Linked DNA regions of Mus musculus: regions 2, 3, 4, 5 and 6 are each linked to region 1. The links are chromatin contacts, called in public Hi-C and promoter capture Hi-C maps. All regions are on one chromosome and are shown on one strand. Each heading gives the region's core, a stretch centred on a gene start, on an enhancer-like site or on the middle of the called end of the contact. The rest is flanking DNA. Distances are from core to core; before and after follow the strand shown.

Evidence for each region. Promoter capture Hi-C pulls out the DNA fragments that hold promoters and counts their contacts. A called contact is a pair of places that touch in the nucleus more often than the background predicts.
Region 2: a promoter capture Hi-C map of pre-B cells shows a contact between it and region 1. The contact joins the promoter of Vps41 here to the promoter of AW209491 in region 1. A contact is called at or near these places in 2 of 39 promoter capture datasets (liver and pre-B cells).
Region 3: a promoter capture Hi-C map of liver shows a contact between it and region 1, with 4 times the contacts expected there. The contact joins the promoter of Yae1d1 here to the promoter of AW209491 in region 1. A contact is called at or near these places in 3 of 39 promoter capture datasets (liver and pre-B cells) and 1 of 484 Hi-C or Micro-C datasets (CD4 T cells).
Region 4: a contact with region 1 is called in a Hi-C map of CD4 T cells, with 6 times the contacts expected there. The contact joins the promoter of Rala here to the promoter of AW209491 in region 1. A contact is called at or near these places in 1 of 39 promoter capture datasets (pre-B cells) and 1 of 484 Hi-C or Micro-C datasets (CD4 T cells).
Region 5: a contact with region 1 is called in a promoter capture Hi-C map of pre-B cells. The contact joins the promoter of Cdk13 here to the promoter of AW209491 in region 1. A contact is called at or near these places in 3 of 39 promoter capture datasets (the HPC-7 cell line, cranial neural crest and pre-B cells) and 1 of 484 Hi-C or Micro-C datasets (neutrophils).
Region 6: a contact with region 1 is called in a Hi-C map of uterus, with 7 times the contacts expected there. The contact joins the promoter of Sugct here to the promoter of AW209491 in region 1. A contact is called at or near these places in 2 of 39 promoter capture datasets (cranial neural crest and pre-B cells) and 5 of 484 Hi-C or Micro-C datasets (B cells, LSK cells, muscle stem cells and 2 more).

Annotation. Positions count from the first base shown.
Region 1 is chr13:14,628,878-14,631,701 of GRCm38.p6, forward strand. It overlaps AW209491 (expressed sequence AW209491), which reads left to right and starts at 1,381. Exons shown (of 2, transcript NM_134067.4): 1 at 1,381-1,487.
Region 2 is chr13:18,715,890-18,718,713 of GRCm38.p6, forward strand. Vps41 (VPS41 HOPS complex subunit) reads left to right here and starts at 1,403. Exons shown (of 29, transcript NM_172120.4): 1 at 1,403-1,447. The coding sequence starts at 1,427.
Region 3 is chr13:17,991,863-17,994,686 of GRCm38.p6, forward strand. It overlaps Yae1d1 (Yae1 domain containing 1), which reads right to left and starts at 1,489. Exons shown (of 3, transcript NM_025904.3): 1 at 1,319-1,489. The coding sequence starts at 1,444.
Region 4 is chr13:17,942,878-17,945,701 of GRCm38.p6, forward strand. Rala (v-ral simian leukemia viral oncogene A (ras related)) reads right to left here and starts at 1,340. Exons shown (of 5, transcript NM_019491.5): 1 at 1,140-1,340.
Region 5 is chr13:17,803,727-17,806,550 of GRCm38.p6, forward strand. Cdk13 (cyclin-dependent kinase 13) reads right to left here and starts at 1,371. Exons shown (of 14, transcript NM_027118.1): 1 at 1-1,371. The coding sequence starts at 925.
Region 6 is chr13:17,693,396-17,696,219 of GRCm38.p6, forward strand. It overlaps Sugct (succinyl-CoA glutarate-CoA transferase), which reads right to left and starts at 1,370. Exons shown (of 14, transcript NM_138654.3): 1 at 1,244-1,370. The coding sequence starts at 1,337. It overlaps Mplkip (M-phase specific PLK1 intereacting protein), which reads left to right and starts at 2,018. Exons shown (of 2, transcript NM_025479.6): 1 at 2,018-2,425. The coding sequence starts at 2,090.

The DNA of each region.
Region 1 (2,824 bases), core at 131-2,630:
CTTGCTCTTTGCTGTGTTTCAATTCCTTACTGTACTTTCTAGTCCACTGATGTTTAGAATATGCCTTTACTTCGAAGAGCTGTTTCCTATCTGTGCCTTCAGCCCTTAAATGAAGAGAAGCTTATTTGAGGGCCAAAGTAATCAGGTAGCTGAAGGTTCCAGTTACAAGGTACTTCTTAAGGAAACGTGCTGTTGTATGTGCCTTCTCTGTCCTCCAAATCCAAGCCGGAGAAGGTTGGGGAGTGTTGAGTTTGTGAATGAGTCTTCTTGTAGATTGTGATTGTCAGATTTCTTTGGAAGTTTTTACGTATTTACTGTTTGAAGGGAAAAGGTGTAGGGGGTGGGAGCATTGGAGGAGCAAGGAGGCTAGGGGCAACATTTAATCAGGAAAATTTCCCATTTTCTAATGGTGCCTATTTTTTGTTGGGCTTCTTTCTATCTTGACACCTGTTTACTTACATCACAATAAACTTATTTCTGAGGGAGGAATGGGCTGGCTGCCCTGGATGGGAGAAAGAACTCTGGTATGTTATTAATGGAGTCTTTTTAAAGAATGGTTTTAATTCTTGCCCCCCCCCCCCCCCCCCATTTAGACACACCTGAAGTTCCAAAGCCCTCTGGAATTTGTGCTTGATAAACCCTGGCAGGCTTTGCTGAAGGCATTTACAGCGTTGTTTGTGCCTCAGGGGCAAAATACATCTATTTACCCTTTAGTTTAGAACTAAATAAATTCGTGTGTAATGTATTTGGAATAGCGCTGGCTACAGAGCTTTTTTTTTTTTTTTTTTTTTTTTTTTTTAGTATATTTAAAGCACCGAATGAGATATTGCTCCTGTCTTAAGATTTTGGTAGTGTGTCTGATCTGAGTTACTTCTATCCTTAAAGTAGTACTTGGGACAAGGAAAACACAATTGAAATCTAATACTTAAAATAATACTTAAAAAAATACTTAAAATTAGTTTTGCTTTCTCAAACTCCCCCTCACCTCGGATAACTTTGAACTAAATATCCACAGCCCCTGAAGCTATGCAGTTCTCTGCCCTGTTCGGAAGGACAGCACATTTAAAGGTTCCTTCTATGTAAAGGCCAGGATGATGCAACTAAAAATGCTTCCGAGTGGCGTTTGGAACCTCATGGTTCTCGATTTTTATTTTGCTAAAAATATCCAAATCTGAGACCCAAATAAGTTTTAGCATTCAGGACTCAGTGAGATTGAGACCCAACCCTTGACCCGCCCCTGCTGGCTGGGAGCTCAGGTTTCCGTCGCTTTGGTAGCAGAAGCCGGTTGCCCTCAACAAATATGGTCGCTGCGGTGCCGCCTGGGACTCAAGCTCAAGCTCACCGGGCCGGAACCACGTAATGCCAGAGGCGGGACTCGGCAGGCGGAGTGCCTCTCAGCAGAACAAGGTGAGGACTGACTGGTGAGCTGTCTCTGCAGACTGCCTCTGTGTTCCCTCGCCATGTGCGCATGGTGTCTGGCGCTGCTGGTGAGGATCCGGGGACCAAGGGAGTGAGTGGGGAATAGAGGGAGGTGGAGAGGGAGGGCATGGGCCGGGTCTCGGGGCAGGAAGGGTCAGTACTGCGTCTTCCCTACTCTGGCCTCTAAGCACTAGGCCAGCTGGAGCCTGTTTGATCCGGACTTGTTGGATCAGGCCCAGCGGTGCAGGTGGACATACCAGAATGGGAACCACACTCACGCAGAAACACTTCACCCCAGGCTCTCGCACCTTGTCATAGTCCAACAGCCAGGCTGGCCACCTGGTGTGGTGTTCTGGGTCCTTCCATCTTTTCCTTCAGAATGGGAACAGGAGGCCAGTTGGTTATCCCCTTTGTTCTATTGAAACATTGCTAAGTTGACATCACATGCAGAAATCAGACAGTCTTGATTGCTTGATATTCTAAACCCTGTGGAAATCAAGAGGCAACTCCTTAAAAGACTGTATCCGGGAGTGGCAGCGCACACCTTTAATCCCAGTATTTGGGAGGCAGAGAAAGGTGGATTTCTGTGAGCTCAAGGCCAGCCTGGTCTACATATTAAGTTCCAGAACAAGCAGGGTTATGTGGAGAAACACTGTCTCAAAACACAAACAACAATCCCCCCTCCACCACCACCCCCCCAAAAAAATCCAACAAGCCCCAAGAAAACAAAAATCATCTATTGAAGGAGTAAGAGGTGAGAGATCCTAGGATGACTAGTTTAGGAGAGCCTCTTGTTTGGACAGTTTGTGGATTTTTAATATTAAGCAGTTGTTTTTACATTAAAAAAATCAGTTCTTTGAGAATTTCATATCATGTGTTTGGTTCATATCCACCATGGATGACTCAACCAATCCCATACTCCACCCCTCCTTCAAGACTGCTTTGTACTACCCAAATAGTCTAGGATGTGTGGTCTTCCACTGAAGGGTGGGAGGGAGGCTACACTCCTAGAGAAAACTGTCTCTCCCTCTCCCAGCCGCTCAGAATTGCCAGCAGTTGCCATGCTGGCTTAGGCTTGCGCAGGGTTGGTGCATGCTGTGTCCAGAGGAGGTTTCATTGCAGGTCTTACCTTTTTTCCTTTCACAATGATCCCTGAGCCTTGTGAGAGTAACATATGAGTGTTACATATGTCCCTTTTAGGAATAAGAGTTATATGTAGTCTTTTAGTCTCTGCACCTTGGCCAGTTGTGAGTATTAACAACTGTGTTAATAACTATCTACTGCAATAGAAGCCTCTTAGATGAGGGTTGAAAATACATTCATTTATGGGTATAATAATAAGTCAGTTTACACTATCTAGCAGCATAAAGTGGTAAGTTTTCCCCTAGGGCCTATGACTTCCCTA
Region 2 (2,824 bases), core at 153-2,652, 4.1 Mb after region 1:
TTTCAGTAGCTTGAAGTCCACCATGAGTGCTGTTTGGGCCTGAGTGGCTTAATAACATATATAAAATTCTGTTCGATCAGACATGACCTTGGACCCTTGGTTGTGGGTGTCCAAATTAGCTGCTTGGTGCGCAGACTGGAAGAGGGGCCTCAGGAAGAGCTGGAGGTTTATTAAGGCTCTTGGGAGAAGACAAGAGTCTGAAAGATGACATCGTCATGGCTTCCAGGTCATTGAAGACCATGAGTTGAGAAAGCAACATCTAGAGACTAAGGGAAATGCTGAGTACTAAGAATATGACTTCCTACTAGGCTACTGTCAGTGGGAATTACAGGGAACGAAAGGGCACTGAGGCATCTGCCACAGTCTGCCAACTGTGCTGCCCTCTGTGAGTTGCCAGCTGCTTAAGACAATAAACAGACAATGGCTATCAGTGGATAAGATGAGTGAATTCCCACAGAATAGGAAAGATAGTTTACTTTGTCCTGAAACATAGGATAGCTCAAGTTTTCTAAATGATGTTTTTCATATTACATTTACAAATTATTATCTGACATTGTATCTTGAAGATAGTCAATGTGAGTTACGAAGCAATTAAACAATAGAGATTTATAATTTTCTATATTCATATGTCAGTTGCTATTTTTTCTCTAACGGGGGACCAGATTTGATTCACAACAGCTATATGGCAGCTCTCAAATATATGTATCTGTAATTCCAGGGAATCTGATATGCTTTTCTGACATCTGAGGACACGAGGTTCCTAAGTGTGCACAGACATACATGCAGACAAAATATCTATACAATTCAATTTTAAATTAAAATGAAAGATGTCAATTTAATGTACCAAGATACTAAATCTTTGCAGGAATACACATTATTTTCTCACTTTCCACTGTAGACTTTTTTTTTTTTATATAAATAGTCACTATCACTTTAAAAAGTGAGTGGGCAGGCACAACAACATATCAGACTAAAGAACATTTGATATAGTAGTCTTAGACTTCGGAGAGGGATAGGTTCTAAACCTAGGCTTTTTAGGTAAGTTTAGTGAAATCTCCGAGTTACTATCCTTTCCCCTGTTAATGGCGGTAACAGGAGGGATCACAGGGAGGACTAAATGAGATAATTCATAATTTTACTGTAAACGGGAGCCTGAAATAGAAAATGAGATAATTCATAATTTTACTGTAAACGGGAGCCTGAAATAGAAAGAACTTAATGCTACAATAACAACAGAACGTAGACCAACAACAAAATAACAATTTAGCATTAATTATAGATATAGTGGTGTCTCTGTTGAGCAAAAATGAGAGCTGGCTAAGGAACCAGATTAGTGTGCGGGAAAAACTACATTTCCCAGTAGGCTGTGGCCCAGGGGCTGTTTTCTCCTATTTCCGGGTATGTCACATGACTCTCAGGCTGCGCTATGGCGGAAGCAGAGGAGCAGGTAAACGCTGGCAGAACTAGTTCGGGGCAGCCGGGAGCTGGAGACCCGAGCGAGGGGTTCTGGGACGCGGAGTGCCAGGAACGTGGCAGCTCTGACCGGGCGAGTTGGGGTGGCCCTTCTCCGCGCGGATAGCGCCTTGCACACCCGCTCTGTCCGAGCCGGCCTTGCCTGGGCTCAGCCCTTCTGGTTTATGTTAAATGGGATTTTTTGAAAAAGGCAAGTTAAGAGTAGACTGCTATGCAAGGCTTTAAGGATTATTCCCGTTGCTGGCAAGACGTAGATGGAAACGTCCAGCTATAGCTGAGAAGTGGCATTGAGGTGCTGAGTACAAATTATTGCCTTTTTTTCATACAGACGTTCTGATATAGGGCGAAGGACAAAATTAAATGAAACTAACAAAATAGAAGACTCAGGCTAAAACTCGGAAGAGATTCCTTAAGTATATGTATATATGTGTATGTGTGTATATGCATATACATATATGTATACACACACACACATAGAAGCATATATATGTATGTATCATCTACCATATTTCCCCCTCATATATTAAATGCCCTGCTTGCCAGTTTCTGTGATGTTCCTTAAGACATGCATGGTGATGCTCTGTTTACTGTCCTAAGAGACATTTACTAGTGGACTTTTTACTGTTCACATCTGTGCTTTATTTTGAGTGTGCCAAAAGTTACGGAATTTGACAAGGAAAAATTTGGGTTTTGTCATTACGTTAACAAGAGCCTCTTTACTATCATTTGTGCAAACTGTCTTTTGCAGTGCAGGTCCGAGGCAAAAGAGTTTTCCTTCCCAGCAGACCTTGCTTAGTTTGACTACTGCAAGGTGGCTTTTCACATTGAGCATTTTCATTTCACGTTGAAATACAGTTGTGGTTTTGTAGTAAAACAAACATCCAAGTTAAGTTTTTAGATTAGACCCAGTGTGATAGAAATATGGAGTAGCCCTTGTATTCCCACTCATGCAGAAGAGGAATTTGCCAAGGCTGTCTGATGTTAAAATGTAGAAAATCAGGCAGATAACCTGATTCACAGTTGTGCAGTGCTTTCGAGCTTAAAAAGATCCTCACACATGGCATTTGGTCCTTCTAAAAGAATTCTGTGAGGTAAATATTTATTCTGATATGGAAGTCATATACAGCCTCCATGTCCTAAATCCTCTTGTCCCAAACTGTGGTAAAACAGTGCCCATATTGTAATCACCCTAAAGGGCCTTGAGTATCCACCCCTTCCTCGGTTCTGTGACTCTGTAAGCCACTCTGTCTCATGCTGCCTTTCTTGCTATTCTGTAACCAGTCCAGGCCTGTACCCACGCAGGACCTTTGCTCACACTGCCCCTTTTCATGATCTCTGACGTCTACAAGGC
Region 3 (2,824 bases), core at 239-2,738, 3.4 Mb after region 1:
ATATGGCAGAGACATAAATCCAAAGCAGAATGTTTCTCCTAAAATCTTATTATTGGTTCATCTTTCCTTGTCAGATCTGTCTTATTTTTTTAAAATGTTTTCCAGGCTGGCCTGGAGCTCCTTATCCTACCTTCCTCACTCTCCTAATCGATGACAGGCAGATGCCTCGATGCCACACGGGGAAGTCACTTTGGAAATCTAGGGTTACTGTGCAAACATTAAATATCAGTTGTTATGTTTTTTTTAAAAACTGTGTTAGCAAGGTCTTCACAGAAATGGGAAACTACATGTCTGGTCTCTTGGTAACGGACTAGAATAGGATAGATAAGGAGGCTGGCAAGGCCTGGGAAGAGGGAACTATTTTAGGAACAGTGAAGAGGAAGTCTGATTTTAGAAATCTAATCTAAACTGTGGCATAGAGATTTGTCTTATTATTATTATTAGTTTAGCCCTGGATTCCTATGGTATTTTTGTAATGATATGATGGTTGCTGGGCTCAACAAATATGAACTTACTGGAACATTAAATTAGGGTTGACATAACTGCAGCTTTAAGAGGGTAATTTAATGGCTAGTATATTGGGTGGATGCAGTTCTTATCTTTTAAACAGTTAAGTAACATATATTTACTTATTTTTCTTGAGGGAGGCATTTATTTACTTCCTTGAGCGTGAAGGTCAGAAAATAACTTCCAGAAACCCATTCTGTCCTTCCACAAAGTACGTTCCAGGGATCGAACGCAGGTCTTTATACTCTGGAATCCACCCCCATGTGGAGACAGATCTTAGCAAGTAGTTCTCACCCAGAAAAAGCGCCGATTCTACCCAAATAGTACTAAGCAAGTTTCAATGAATGGCAAGACAGGTCCGGATTGAATAACGCATTTAAAGTAAAGCTGGAACAGTATTCCCTTCTCTACCTCCCCCTTACCTTCCCTTGACAACATTCTCAGTTCACCCTTCTCCAAGCCTTGATAACATCACGCCTAACTTTGGACTCTCTGTGACTGCGTTCTCTGCGGGCCATCAGCCTAGTGGGTGTGCATTTCTCCTCCTCTGCTCCCCCGACCCCAAACTGCACACTCTTGAGGGACTGAATAAAGTTCACGTTGTAGAGTAGGGTCAATGTCCCTGCTCCAAACCCGGTGGGGCTCCGAAAGAGCACCAAGAAACAACCAGGATTCTTAAGACCCGGCAACACTGGAGCGCGCTGGCTCGGAGACCCGCGCTCCTCCGCCCAGGCTTCTGCGTGCGTGCCCCTGCCAGGGAGCCCCCGGGTCCCGCCTGGGAGTCCCTTTCTCCCGCGTCCCGTCCATTTACTTGGACTCGTTTCCGCATGTGACCCTGCCATTCCCGCTGCGCTAACAGAGACTCGTCCGCTTCCTCGTCAAACACGTCCTGGTCTCCAGGGCTCGCGTTCTCCGGAGCCGCTCGAAACCAAGACATCGCCCGGAACACCACGAGTCCCGGAGCCGCCGGAAACCCGGGCAAGTGCTTCCGGTTCGGGGGGCGGGACGAAAGGACAAGGCGTGGGACGGAGGGGCGTGTGCGGCTCCCCTTGCGGCTTGGAGGCTAAGGGTTGGGTCTCTTCCTACGCCTCTGGGATGGGCAGCGTGGGGCTAGCTGGGTGCTGCAAGCTAAGTCCCACCATTCAAGGGCTGAGATTCAGTTTCTGCAAGTGCTGAAGGCATTGGACGCCCACGTGCAGCCAAGAACTTTAGAATGTGAAAGCTGATTCTAGGATCGGTTTGAGATTAAGTAATGGGAACACTTTTGTAAAACCAGCGTCCATTGGCAATTTCCCTCTTAGCCTTTGACTAGGAGAGTTAAGGAATGTGGCTCAAGCATTTAGCAACTTCTGGCTGGGAGTTCATGTTGAAGAACTGCACATCAGTAGCGTTCTTGTTTTGTCATGTGATAACTGAATTTTTCTGACAATTTGTTTTGAATACCTATTTCGCATCACTCATCATTTTGGGACAGCGCACTATAGGAATAAAAGTTCTCAGTCCCAATGGACTTCCTATTAGTGTAGAAACGGCCAGTTAGCCAACAATACTTATAAGTAACTCATAGTTTGAAGACTGTAAGTGATATGAAAAAAGTAATCATTGTGAGGGAAGAGGAAACAGGTTACTGTTTTAGTTTATTTTACATTTTTGTCCTGAAGGCAAAAGTTTTGCCAATAAGGAATATATGCTCTGTCAATAAGTTATCCCCTACACAAAGTTATTACTTTTTATCTTCAGAGAGAATTTTGTATCCTATAAATGTATGTATAAAACCAAATATAAAATGTGATAAGGTGTATGTATATAGAGATCTTAATTAGAAGCAAAATGGCAGTATAGGAAGCCATAGAAATAGTGATTGAAATGAGTAAGATAGAAAACTTCTGTGAGTTGGCTCAGTGGGTAAAGTCCCAGGAACGGTGTCAATCACCAGGACCCACGTGATGGAAGGAGAGATTAAACTCCTACAAATTGTCCTCTGACCTACACACACACACACACACACACACACACACCATATGAAAACAAATGCAATAAAAAAAATCCAACTCAACCCTTGCATGATAAACCCTAAAGGACAGGGTCTGAAGAGATGGCTCAGCAATTACAAACACTTGCTGCTCTTCTGGGGGATGTTAACTTGGTTCTGGGCATCTACATACAATTGGGTGATGGCTCACAACCACCTGTGACACCAGCTCCAGGGAGTCTCAAGCCCTCTTCTGGCCTCCAAAAGTGCTTGTGCACACATGGCATACATGCATACAAATACATACACATATAAGTAAAAATAAATATTAGAAAACAGATAATC
Region 4 (2,824 bases), core at 90-2,589, 3.3 Mb after region 1:
GGCCTTGCTAGAGATGGAATCTAGTACCTTTTGCTTGGTATGCAAGTACCAGCCACAGTCAATCGCTTCTGGAAAGTGACTTTTCCATCAACTGTACACATTCACATCCATTCAGTGAAGAAATGTGGGGAGTTCTGAGCACTTTACGTGGTAACAGAGAAGATGAAAAGGCTCCTCCTCTGAAAACAACTGAGCCGTAGAAACATCTTAAGGGTCACAGGAGTCATTTATAAGAATATTGTATCAACAGATACAAACAGCATAGGTAATAGTACATATTAACAAGCATAAGCCAAAGGGAATGCCTTCTACACTGTGAGTAATAAATCTGTTAGTCAATTTTGGGAACGTGATTAAAGCTGTAATTTATTTACAGGAAAAGAATTTACAGAAATAAAGGTTCTCCCGGCACACGTACCCAAACTGTTTGTAAATTGTGTGCTTCCTGGCTTGACAGGTAGGGCGTGGCACCAGAGTTCTCACAGTAGCTCAAAGACACTCAGATGAGCTCTCACAAGTCTGGACGTTCTGGTTTCCATGCAAAGGCCAGTAAATTCTTTAATTCCTCCTAAGTCTCCCGACAACACAACCACCTCAGCGCCACCACGCCCGCCCACTCCAACACACGAATGCCCAAGTAAAGCACACAAATCGTATCTTCTACTCCTTGACATCTTTCAGGCACCGAACGCGGAAGATACCCCCATCACACAATGCCTACATTCCCTTCCTCTTCTAAAGGCTAAACCTGTACTAGAAGAGCCTTCGAGCATTCAGCTGGACGCGTCTAAAGACTTTAGTCTGAAAACGCCATTCCTTCCAAACACTGGCAGAGAAGCTCGAAAAGCAGCCGCTCTGTACCGGCAGAGTGGCTTGAAAGCGAGGGAGGTCGGGGTGGAGTGCGGCGCAGGGACTGCGGCGGCGGCGGCGGCGGCCCCAGGTCGCGGGCACCGCCCGGGCACAGCCCTGGGAGCCACCGGCGCTATACAGGTGACCTTCCGGAGACGCCGCCCGCTGTCGGGGCGCAGTCGGGTCCCAGCCCAGGCGGCAGGCGGGACGTGCAATCTCGGCGGCCGCGGGCCCGGCCCGTCGGACACACCCCCGCCGCGGCCCGGCCTCCCCGGCCGGCGAGCTCTCACCTGCACCGCGAGCCGCTCGACCCGCGGGCTCTTGGGCCTCGGCTGCGCCGATCGGACCGCGCTCGGAGTTCCGCGCGGGGCGCGGCAAGAGGAGTCCGGAGGGCGGCGGCAGCGGCGGCGGCCTGGGCGGCGGCGGAGGAGGAGGACTCCGGCGCTCCGCTCTAGGGAGACCCACCCTCCTCCCGGCCGCTCTGCAGCAGCCGCCGCAGATCACTTCCGGGGCGCGGGCCAGCGGGGCGGGGCGCCAGGCCGCACTTCCTGGCCGTGGGGCCGAGTACTCCATGGCGACTGCGAACAAAGGCTCTACGGGCGCGGGGGAGGCGCAGTGGTACAGCCTCCCGGTGGACCCACGGCGAGTCCCCGGGTTCGCGAGGCGTAGCCCGCCCCCCCCCCCCAAGGCCGTGCCGGGATTCCCGTGTCGCGGTGTTTTCGTCTTCCCCGGACATGGAGGGGTTCCTGGAGAAAGAAGGGGAGGGGGAGGCCGCCATCTTGCTTCTGGGGGCTGCTAGGTTCTCTTGCAAGAGTTTTCCAGTGTGTAGCCTGCAACGTGGTTTGTCGCAGATCAAGTCCGAGTTGGTGGATTGGTCGCTTGTCCTGGTTGGAGGGTCTCGGTAGCTGACCGAGTGGAGAACTGGCCTCAGCATATGGGCTTCGGGTTCCTTTTGGAGTAGACCCTTCGACACTAGATTTGGCACTGAGATAAGGCGACGGCTCCGTAACACACTAATGTCTTAAATTAGTAGTTAAACTGAATCGGTTGTTTTCTTTAAAACTGCCCACAAGTTCGAGATAGTTTGCCTAGTGTCTGTTAGCGGCCACACGTTCTTCCCTGGACTTTAAAATTCTCATTTCCTTTGGCCCCAAATGAAGAACCAACGGCTTGGTTGGTTGGCATGACTACTTAAAGGAATGAATGTACACTCAATCAAGTTTGCAGTCTAGAAACCTAGTACTTGGCGTTTGGAAGTATGAATGGAGGGAAGACTTGATAACTTTACTAACAATAGGTTAGAGTTTTAAACTTAAGTATGATCTTTTTTCCAGTACAAAAAGACGATGGTAAATGTGGATCCAAATAAAGGGAGTCCCCGCAGAACAGGGATCAGTGGTTCATGGAGAAGGCTGAGTGCCACTTATCTGTCTTAAAAGTTCTACAAGAGCTGATGAGAAAGATGAGGCTACAGAAGGAGACAGGAGTCAAGTCATGGCTGGCTTTTGTGTCTATTAAATTCTGGAAGTAGAATGGCTGGATACATCAAATTTTAAGCAGTTTATAAATGGAGGACCGATTAATGGGGGAGTTGGGCAGTATAGCAAACATAGAGTAGACAGTGAACTATTGCAGAAGAGGAAAGAGAAAGGTATTTTTAATAGTGCCAGTAACCAACCAAAAGATGATTCCCAGATGATGAAGCCATATAAGCATCATAAGCCAAATAAGAATTGTTTGCTGGGCAGCTGGAGGGTAAGAGAATTGGAAGTCAATGTTTTGTTTTTGGAAAGATGCAGGATAAAAGTGTACTTTGTGTATGTGGTTTTGTCCTGGCCATGTAACTGGGGGGTGACCTTGAACTTCAGACTCACCTAACTCCATCTCCCAAGTGCTGGTAATAGAGACTTGCACCATCAAGTCTGGTTTTGCTGGGGCTAGAACCCTGAGTTTCATACCTAGCCACCAAACACTC
Region 5 (2,824 bases), core at 121-2,620, 3.2 Mb after region 1:
CCTTCGGCTCGCTCTTGTCCTCCCGGTAGGCCTTGGGCGGCTCCTTGTAGGCCGAGGGCGGTTCCTTGGACGACTTAGTCCGGCTGCGGTGGGCCTTGAGGTCCCGGTCCTTGCGGCTGCTACTGCTGCTGGACGTAGCCGACGCGCTCTTGCGGCGGCCGCCGCTGCTGCTGCTGCTGCCGCTCTTGGCGGCCTCCGCCCGCTCCTCGCCGCTGTGTCCGTGGCGGCTGCGGGCCTTTGAGGCCTCGCTGCCGCTGCGCGTCCCGTCCCGCCGCCGGTGCTCGCGGTGGCGCTCCTTGCTGCGGCCGCTGCTGCTGCGGCGGTCCCGGCGCGGCCTGCGCTCCGACCCCTCCGCGCGCCTCTGCGTGCCGGAGGAGGAGGCCGGACTCCCGCCGTTGCCCCCCGTTCCCCCGGCAGCCGTCGCCGCCGTTGCCGCGCTGGCGCCCCCCAGCAGCAGCCCCTGCTCGGACTGGGAGCTCACATCCTCGTACTCCACCAGCGGGGTCACACCCCCGCCGCTACTGGCACCGCCACCGCCGTCCTGCTGCGGCTGGGGCAGCGAGAAGACCCGGCGCTTCTCCGCCTCCTGCCCGGCGCGGGGCCCGCGGCGCCGCTTCTGCCGCCCTCCGGGGCGCCTCTTGCCTCTCGCCAGCCGCTTGACCTCCAGAGGAGGGCCCGGGCTGAAGCAAGAGGAGGAGGCCGCGGCGGCGGCGGCTGCGGCGGCGGCCGCGCCGGGGGCAGCCAGGAAGAGCAGAGGCGGCGGGGGCGGCGGCGGTTGCAGGAGCTGCGGCTGCAGGAGCGGCAACAGCAGCGGCGGCTGCTGAGGGGACAGGAATCGCCTCCGCTTGCGGCGCTCCTCCAACTTCTTCTCGGCCCAGCTCAGGCCCCCGCCTCCCCCCAGCGCCGTGTCCGAGCTACTCGGCATCGCCTAGAGCCCGCCGCAGAGTGCGGCGCGGGTGCGGCCTCCTCCGGGGTCAGACCCTGGCCATGTCCCCCGCCGGGAAGGGGGACGGCAGCCGCGGCGGAGGGGTAGCGAGCAGCAGGGCCGGCCGGGAGTCGCGCCACGATAATCCGGGTCGGGACGCGCGTCCCCGGTTCCAGTCGCGGTGTGTGCGCAGCGGCGTCAGGGCCTGGCGCGGGAGGATCCTATCCTCGGCGGAAAGCCGGCCGTGCCGGGCGGCGGCGGTGGCGGCGGCGGCGGCGGCCTCGGGCTCCGGCGGCGCAACGCGGAAGTGCCACCGCGGGCCGCGCTTCACTCCATCGTCCTGACGTCGGGGGCGAGCTCGCGGGAGGGCAGTGGGCGCGACCACAGCACGCCTCCGTCGCCGGCCGGCCGCGGCGCGTCCACGTCGTCCTGTGGCGGCGGCGGCGACACCCCGCGGCGCTCGGACGGGCCTGGGCCTGGCGCCCCGAGGGCACTGCGCGCAGCTTCCGGAGCGGGGGCGCGGCTCGCTGTCCTCCGCCCCTCCACGCGGGCTCCGCGCGCGCCGCTCGCCCCTCCCTGCCCTCCGCGTTCTCCCTGCGGGACGGCGACGCGACTGGCTGGCCGAGCCCTCGCCGCGCACCACCCACTCGCCGCGTTCCTCAAGACTTTTGCCCCTAAACCCAACGCTAGGTCGGCGGCGCGCACGCTCGTCACGTTCGGGGACGCCGATGGAGAGAGCGAGCGCGGGCGAGGGGAGGTGCTGCGTGCTCGCGCCCGCCGGGACCCTGGCCGTCACCGGAAGTGACGCGAGGAGCCACTCCACTTCCGGCAGGGGTGGGACGGAGGAGCAGGGTTAAAGAAAGGAGAGGAGGCGTGGGCTGCGCTGTGCTGTCGCTGGAGGCCTTCCCTCCGGCGCCACTCATGGCGCTTGTTGCTCGCCTCCAGTGAAAAGGTCACGGCAGGACCCGGGAGAACCTTGACGACTACCTTTTCCCCAGCCACGGGATCGGAACATCTGTGAGAGCAGACTCCCCACAGAGGGCGAATGTGACGTTAGCTTGACTAGACTCACGTACGCCCAAGTTCAAGGACCCATCGTAACCTAAAAATATACTTGGTGTTCATAGCTTCGAGCTTCCGCGACACTGACGTTTCGGAACCTTTAAAAAGCCTTACACAGGGCTGGAGAGGTGGCTCAGAGGTTAAGAACACTCACTGCTCTTCCAGAGGTCCTGAGTTCAATTCCCAGCAACAGTATGGTGGCTCACAACCAGCTGTAATGGGGATCCCTCTTCTGATGTGTCACATACATGAAATAAGTAAATCTCTTTATAAAGCAAAAGCATTAAGTAAATCTGAAAGATGAGTCAAAATATCAAGGAGGACTACTAAAAATCCCAGGAACCTTAAAAACATTTTGTAGTAGTGGAAGCTGCCCTCTTTGTACTTTCACCTGTAATTATATCTAACTAAAGCTATGAGCTGTCAGCTACATAATGCCCTCATCTCTTGCCTTAAGATTGCCCTTCAGTTAGAGGCTAGGTATTCGGGGTAATTAGATTAAAATCTAAAAGGCTTATTGGTCATTAATACTGGAAAGAAGATAAACATTGCTCAGTGGGTACATGTAATTACCCCTTAACAAATTTATTCAGATCATCAGCTGGCTTTTAGTTCTTAAATACTTAGTAATCAAGTTGACCTCAGCATCATCTCACAAACTGATGGAAGCTCAGACTTTGAAGTTTACAAAAGATACTTGCTAGAAGATAGGTTTGAATAGCTACTTCTGACAAAGACAGGCCTGAGTGGAACACCCAGTGGAACCTTCTACACAGAAGGGGGCAAAGCAAAGATACTGGGAAACGAAATTTCAGAAGTATGTTACCTAAAGCAAAT
Region 6 (2,824 bases), core at 120-2,619, 3.1 Mb after region 1:
TGACATGTATGTGTGAATAAATATACATTCATAAGTATGACTGCTCAAATGCTAGATTCTAAGCTAGACAAAGAAAAGATAAAACAGAAATTATGGCCAGTAAAGAACAATATAAATGTTAGATAAGCTGTAGTGTGCAGGCGCTAAAATATCATTACATCCTGATGATGACATTATCCCTCCATGATTATACAATTTGTCTTCAGAAATAAGAAATGTGGTCGAGCCTGGGTTATGTATTGAAACCTTGTCTCAAAAAAACAAACAAAGAACAAAACAACAAAATGAAGCAAAACAAAAAAAGTCGAACTGAATTATCCAAGAATATAGCAGGGGCATGAAAAAATTAAACAACCTCACCCCCCCCCATAAGCCCTTGTGTTTATGTCTCCATTAATAAAGAATAAAGCTGAGGATATACTCTATAGTTATGTCACCGAAGATGTCAGAGACTGAAGGCCAAAATGCTTCAGAAAGATGCTATGGATGAATGAAAACCTTAGGCCAGGCGCTGAAGAGATGACTCAGTGGTTAAGAGCACTTACTGCTCTTTCAAGAGGATTTGGCTCAGTTCCCAGCACTCACAAGGTAGCTCACAACCACAATTTTCTCCAGTTCCAGGAAATCTGATTCTTTTTTGATCTCCAAAGGCATCAGGTACGTTAAATGGTGCATGTGCATACACGCAAACAATACACTCACACACACAAAAATCTAAACCAATAACCCCCTCACATATCCACGGTCTAATGTGATGAGTCCTAAAATCCCAAGTTGATTTTAGTATCTGAAGGAGTTAGGGAAAGACCACAAAACTCTTCTACAGGAATGTCTAAGACAGGTATCTTATGCAGAAGATAGCATTTTTTAATTATCCCGTTTCTTTATAATTACAAGATTTTTAAGTTTGGGGTATGTTTTCGTGGGTTTTTTTTTCCCCTTTAAATTTCTGTTTCTACTTCCTAACCTCGTCAACTTCCATTTTACAAGAACGTAAACGCAGGGTTCAAGTCCAGCATTAATTACTACAGGCTCGCTTAAGTTTTCAAGGCAGCAGTCTGCTTTCTAAAACTCAGCTTTTGGCGGGAGGTGCTGTTTCCTAAGTTACCAAACCTTGGGGGATTAGAAGCCAGGGGTGGAAAAGAGAAGCAGGGCACGACCATGGCCATGAGCCCTGCGACAGGAGCCCCCGAGGCGCGAGCGCTCCCCTCAGGGAGCCCGAGCGCTCAGTGTCAGTAGGTACCTGACTGCGGGCGGCCGGTCCACAGCCCCCTCCCGCCGGCCAGGCCTCGGCCGGGTCTCCGAAAAGCCACCGCCCTGGCCAGCATCCACAGCATCGCCCCTCAACCCCAGCGAGAGCGCCCCGCGACCTCCCTCCTTGACCTTAGGCCCCCTCAGCCCCGCCCCCCCAGCCAGCCCGGCCCCGCCGCCAGCCCCGCCCCCTCCGCAAAGACCCTCCCCCTGGTCGCCCTCGCACTCTTCCCCGCCCACCACGCCCTCCGCTTCCGCCCAGGCCTCCACCTCAGTCTCACTCGGCCCCGCCCCCTTGGACGATCCTGTTCAACCGAGTCTCTCGCCTCACACCCTTCGGCCCCGCCTCTTGGCTCATGGCCCCGCCCCCGAATCCGGCTGACGCTTCACTCCTTGCTTCCCGGAAGCCTCCAAGACGGATGGCCCTACCCCTCTGATCCGCCCTCTTCGGAACCCGCACGCCCCTCTCCCACCCTCACAGCCAATAAGGCCTGATGATCGGTTTCCTCTCTTCCGCTTCCGTCTTCGTGTACTGGGGGTCTCCGGGAAGACCGTTGACGACTGTGCTCGTGCTGCGGCCGGAGATTTAGTTTCCCCTTTACAGTCTTTCCTCCTCTCAGACACGCCCACCATTCTTCCATTGAGTGACCTGTTTACCTGCCCTCTTGCAGAAACTTGGTGAGATCGGAACCTTTGTGCAGCCGGAACTAAGGTGCGGTAGTCCGCTGGGAGCCGGAAGGGTGTATAAATAGAGGAATACCAGTTTCCTTCTGGCGGTTGATCGCAGAGGTTCCGGTGAGGCGTTCGGCGTGTGAGCTCTGCGGCTTCGTTTCCTGATATGCACCGACCGAATTTTCGACCCCCAACTCCTCCGTACCCCAGCCCGGGGATAGGAGGTTGGGGTGGCGGAAATAACTTCCGGGGTGCCCTGGGCGGGGGGCCGCGGCCGCCCTCCCCGCGGGACGGGTACGGGAGTCCGCACCACACTCCGCCCTGCGGGCCCCGGGCTAGGCCGTACGGGAGCAGCCAGTCTCCGCGGCACGGCGGCAACTTCTCGGGGGCCCGCTTCGGGTCTCCGTCCCCGGGCGGCTACCCAGGCTCCTACTCCAGGTCCCCCGCGGGGTCCCAGCATCAGTTCGGCTACTCCCCAGGGCAGCAGCAGACCTACCCCCAGGTAAAGACAATAGCTAGCGTTTGCCGAACTCTTCCTGTGATGGCAGACGTGATACGAAACATTCCCTTTCCGTGGATTGTTTAATCCTCCGATACTACGTTGGCCCAGTTTTGCAGATGAGTAACCTGAGGCGTAAAGAAATTATCTAAGACTACCATAAGTGGCGGAGCTCTAGTTCTCTGTCCACAGAAACTGCTCTCAGCCAGCATACCACATTCGTATACAAACTTCTTTAATCCTCCATTTCTTCTCCCACCCACCCCCAGAGGTTTTTATTTGGTTTTGGGTTTTTTGTCATTTATTTCAGTGAATTGTCCTGGATTCCTAGGGGGAGGACAGTAAATGATTCCCTATTGTGTAGTATGGCACCTCTAGACTGTAGTCTACTGCCATTTTCCT